Linked DNA regions of Hordeum vulgare: region 1 is linked to region 2. Evidence: chromatin contacts called from public Hi-C data. All regions are on one chromosome and are shown on one strand. The core of a region is the stretch at or near the end of the contact, and the rest is flanking DNA. Distances in the headings are between cores, read along the strand shown.

Region 1 (2,821 bases), core at 76-2,575, 62 kb before region 2:
ACTGCGCACGTCCGGTAGGCCCTGCCTGTCATCCATTCTGGCGGGCGGTTGTCGTTCTTCTTAAATGGGGGAAACCGTGGACCGGCACACGCAGACGCGTCCACTCCACTGCCTCCTCGGGACCGACACCAAGCCCTAACTCTCTGACCGCCGACAACAATGGGGTGATGGAGCACCGACGGCAAGGGGAAGGGGGAGCACGACCAAGAGGTTGGGTCCTCGTTCGGCCGCCGTCGCGGCGCAAGCGAGCTGCACCGTTCTTCTCCTCTGTGACGGTCTGCTCCAACAGCCTTCTCCATTGCCCCTCCGGACGCCTCGGCGCGCTCCCGGCAGTACGTCCAAGCGGATGTGTGCCGTCGCTACTGGGAGACAAGACGCCGCTCCCGTGGAGCGACGTCCACTTGCCGAACAACTGGCAACTATTCGCCCATCGGGTGCCGATTCCACCGGTGCTAACGAGTGGTCGTGCCCATCGCAACGAGATCCAACGCCGTCGACGTCGCCTCCCCGACGACCTCTACTACGACCCGAGGTACGCCGTGGATTCCCCTTTGTGGGACACTTGGTTTAGCGATGAGCACGATCTGCACGCGCACGTCCTACTTTACCGGCGAACACAACAACCAGCGGCCACGAAACAATGCTTTTATTAGTGTTTGCATTTTATTTACATTTTTCTGATATTTTTTTGTTTATTACAAAAAAATTAAATGCCGAACGATTTGGGGTTCAACCATGGGTTAGACACACGGACCCGACTACGGACCGTTCCAGATATGGACAGCTTCATTGTCGTCCCGATCGCACAGAATGCAATTCAAACAAACGTCCGGATGGAATCGCACTATCACATTGAGCCACATGAACGACTTTTCGAGCTTATCACCTTCTACACCCCTCCTGGACCCATATCTTACCATTAACAGCCACTACAGCCAGAGGACAACGGCTACCCCATCGATGCATTCACCCGCGACAGCGACGCCGCCGCACCAATCGGCCAGCCCGGAAAGCGTAGAGAAAAGAGCAACCGGCCGCTGCCCTGCCCGCCCGTCCACCCACGCGGCCAGGAGATCCGATGCCGGAGCTGGTGCCGCGACTCCGGGTCACACAAGAAAGAAGAAACCACGGGTCCAGATGCGCGCCGTGGCATCGTGTCGCTCGCGCCCGGCCCTACGGATTACGATTCCTTTGACCGCACTCACTTCAGCAACGACTGTGACACTGATGGTAACAATTGATGATAATTTGAGTTGATGATAAGCATGTACTATGAACCCGGTGGGAAATTTCTACACGAAGAATGAATAGTAACCTTCGGAGAAAAGGCGGCAAGAACTTGCGGTTGCGGTAGATAGTAGAATTATATAAGCAGCAAAGCCGACCAAGCCACTCTGGAGTCTGGAGTAGGAGCAGTAGTAGCATTTCAGCGTGTATAAAAAGTCAAGAAGCTTCCCCTCTCGACGCTTGTTAGCTCAGCTCCGACTCCAACCACCGTCGACCTCACCGCCCGGAAATCTATGGCCTACACCTCCTCCCTCCACCTCTCCAAGCACCTCCTCCTCCCCAAGCCCCACCGCGCCAGACCTTCCTCCTCCAGGTCGCCGTCCTTCGTCCGGGCGGCCAGGGCCGTCAACGGCGCCCCGCACGTAAACGGGCACTCCAAGAAAGCGCCCAACGGCAAGGTACAGATCAACGGCGCCGGCGCCGACGGCAAGAAGGGGCCCGGCGTCATAAACGGGAAGACGCACGTGAACGGCCATGACCGGATCCACCTGTCGGTGACCACGGGCGGAGGGGGCCAGGACGGGACGGGCCTCCGCGTGGCGTACCAGGGCGCGCCGGGCGCGTACAGCGAGTTCGCGGCCAAGACGGCGCTGCCCGGGTGCGAGACCGTGCCGTGCCGGGCCTTCGCGGACGCGCTGGCGGCCGTGGACCGCGGCCTGGTCCACCGGGCGATCCTCCCCGTGGAGTCCACCATGGAGGGCACCGCGCTGCGGAACTACGACCTCCTGCTGCGGCACGACCTGGTGGTGGCGCAGGAGATCAACCTCTTCGTGCACTACTGCCTCCTCGCCATGCCCGGGGTGCGCGCCACCGAGGTGCGCCGGGTCATCAGCCACCCCATGGCGCTCGCGCACTGCGGCCGCGCCCTCGCGCGCCTCGGCGTCGACCGCGAGCCGGTCGAGGACACGGCCGGCGCCGTCGAGATGCTGCGGTCCAACATGATGCTCGACACGGCCGCCATCGCCAGCCCGCGCGCAGCCGACCTCTACGGCCTCGACGTCCTCGCGCACGGCCTGCAGGATGAGTCCTGGAACGTCACACGCTTCCTGCTGCTCTCTAAGCCGCCGTCGCCGGTCCCGGTCCCCGTGGACGCGGACGCCAAGACCAGCATGGTGGTCGCGCACCGGGGCGGGTCCATGGCGGTGGTGCTCAAGGTGCTCTCCGCTTTCTCCTCCCGCAACATCAACATGTCCAAGCTGGAGGTCATCAACAACGAAGGGGGCGTCGGCGAGCCGCGGCCGCCGGTGATGATCCTGGACACGGGCGCCCGCGGCGCGCCAACGTTGCGCGCGTTCCCGCACGTCCTCTACGTGGACTGCGAGGGCGCCGCCGACGACCCGCTCGTCCGCGAGGCCATCAAGGAGATCGAGAAATTCGCCGTGTTCGTCCGAGTTCTTGGCTGCTACGCCGCGGACACCAACGTCTACGATCTGCAATGAGGAGAACAGAAGAGTGATCCTCCCATCATAGTAGTGCAAGTGAAGTGATGGAATTAGCTAGTTCGACACAGTCGAATTGGAACTGGAATTGGACC
Region 2 (2,700 bases), core at 19-2,518:
GTTATAATTTTAGGTGGCAAGCGTTGCAAAATAATACGACAACTATAATGTTTATAACAACTCACAAGCTTATACGAGATTTGAGTAGAATTAAACTGACCGACACAATAAAACACTACCACAACTAAGTTTCAGAACAATTGAATGTCCTTTTATTACGACACAAAACATAACAATTGAGGGTAGAATTCAATAGATAAATACAACAAACACCGTGATAACTATTTTTTTTACAATGATTGACAAGTTGTATGAGACAATATGATAACGAGGTAGGATTAAAATAACAAGCACAAAAAATATATGTGACAACTATGATTTTATAAACACCTACAAAATTTGTGAGACCACATGACAACTTGATAGAATTAAAATGACAAGTACATCAAAACATTTTACGAACTGCATTTATAAGCACCGACAATCTTTGTACAAAACGACATAAAAAATATGGTAATTAAGTTATTTTTATTGGGAAAGTAAATGGTTAATAATATAACAAGTGAGTGGAACAATGTGGCAATTACAGAAGGAAAAAAAAAGTTTGTCGGAACATGTTAACATGTGATCTAGTTTCAAAGATCTTGTCGCGATAAAGCCAACGGTGAAAACAGATCATCGATTGAATTAATGATTTTAAAGATAAAACTTTTTCAATTTCAAACATTAGAGAGAATCTTCACGACGTTATCATCGCATGCATGCATGGTGCATAGAGTGAAAATTAAGTCATATCTTATACTCCCTCCGTTCCTAAATATAAGACCTTTTAGAGATTACACTATGGACTATATACGGATGTATATAGACATATTTTAAAGTATAGATTCACTTATTTTGCTCCGTATGTAGTCTATAGTGTAATCTCTAGAAGGTCTTATATTTAGGAACGGAGGGAGTACTAGCTAGTGGTTCTTGTCTATCTAGATGCATGTGAAAGAAGTTGGTTTGATGAGCCGCCGCACGGCAAGACCAGCATGCAGCGCTGCTATGTAGTCGGTCCCTTTTTTATTTTGTTTTTTATATGTTCTGTCGCTTGCACGTGATTGATGCAAAGGAAGAGAGACAATGAAAAAAATAAATAAACAAAAAAAATGGTCCGAGATGGGGTCGTGTCTTATATGATGGACTGACCGGACACATTCACAAGTCCTCATTTCCTCCTCATATTTAAGATGAATTTGAGTGTTCGCAGACAATCCAGACGTATAAAGACCTTATAAAGGGTTCGGTTGAGTCTTTTTCTTTTCTTTTTCTCTACTGTTCGGTCATTGATAGAGCGTGTTCGTAGACGTATGAGTCCGGTTGTAAATGCTCTAACAGGTCAGATCAACTAACTCTCTGTCTTTTTTGGTTTTTGTTTTCAGATTCCTCACTACATATACCATGTGGTACCAACCCCGTGGTCTTGTCGTACGTGTTCCACGCATCTTCACATGGCCTGGAGCTTCAGAGTTATTATGAGAGGAGCGACACCTTAGCAAACTACACGATTTTTACTGGATCGTTGCAATTTCTGTTGTTTCCTGTCCGCGTCTGCACAAGTTATTCAGATCTTGCTGATCAGTGCTCACTTGTTACTTAGAAGCTGTTCGGATCCTCTCCGCTCCAAATGCGGCTCCCGGAGCGGAGGAAGCGCCAGCCTAATTTTAGGGAGTTGGTAAAACCGGGCTCGAATGGGAGAGATCCGAACAGGCTCTTAATCAGGCCGCATGTGCAAGGTGTACCGTATCTTGGGTGACCGTGCACGGAGACACGTGACCCCACGCTGGAATTATTTGCTTGCGCTTCCTGTGAAGCGGGAGGCGTGGTTGGGGACCGCTAATAAATATCTGGATCGTTGCTTAAGCTTCCTGCAAAGTGCAGTGAACCTGCATCATGTGTTCATGTGTGGTGGTCGAGTGGGGCTGTATCTGAATCCAACCAGCGGATTATCATACTTCAGATTCTTTTGCAAATTCAGTTGGCATCAGATTTGGGTCATGTCACATAGCTTTCAGGAATATATGATGCGGCGTCAGTCATTGAACACGCTCTGTACAACTGTCCTGCAGGAATGGAGACGCTCAAGTCCCGTAATAATTCAGGTTTCAGGAACAGAAAGGAAAGTTCCAGCCAGTCTGCCATGTTTCAGAAATTCTCAACCATCCCACTTTTGATCACATGCATGTAAGCCGGCTTTACTTCATAAGAAAGAAAGAAAAAAAGTGTGGCAGCTAAAAATAATACGGGTGCATGGCTGCATGACACATGGAGCTGGAGCGACAGAATAGGGATGTAAAAAAGTTATTAAGATCGACTTAATAATGTCATTCTTAAAGCATCTACAGTCGAACTTGGTAAATACGACCCCTATACGTCCGCGGACGCGTTCAACATGTCCGCAGACAGCGTCCGCTGGTTTCACATATATTGCATCGTATATTTACATACCTTAAATACCGATTCTCAAATTCATGCAATCATGCACGTCAAACACCCGATACAAATTGTGTGAATTTAACACTTCAAAAACAAAGTAAATCAAATTATAGTTCAACAAACGGAACATGCCAAAATAAAATCAATGTTCGAGCATGACGAATGGCTCGCTTGTCGGATCACTCGCCAAATGCCATCCATGCCGCGTGCTCGTCCTGTTCTACATGGGGAGCCAACTCCGCGTGCATCCGGACTGTCTGCTCCACCTGCATCCTGGCC

Evidence for each region. A called contact is a pair of places that touch in the nucleus more often than the background predicts.
Region 1: a Hi-C map of leaf shows a contact between it and region 2, with 4 times the contacts expected there. The contact joins the promoter of LOC123435209 here to the enhancer-like site in region 2. A contact is called at or near these places in 2 of 6 Hi-C or Micro-C datasets (leaf and seedling) and 1 of 1 datasets of contacts at active chromatin or transcription factors (embryo).

Annotation. Positions count from the first base shown.
Region 1 is chr1H:343,778,209-343,781,029 of MorexV3_pseudomolecules_assembly, reverse strand. It overlaps LOC123435209 (arogenate dehydratase 1-like), which reads left to right and starts at 1,325. Exons shown (of 1, transcript XM_045115558.1): 1 at 1,325-2,821. The coding sequence starts at 1,521. The coding sequence ends at 2,726.
Region 2 is chr1H:343,716,054-343,718,753 of MorexV3_pseudomolecules_assembly, reverse strand. No RefSeq gene overlaps it. Among protein-coding and RNA genes, the nearest start is that of LOC123435209, 62 kb to the left of the region's middle. Within about 2 kb of position 1,268, at least 3 of the 3 cell types and tissues checked have open chromatin away from gene starts, as enhancers often do. A contact at or near this core is called in leaf and seedling, where this site is marked.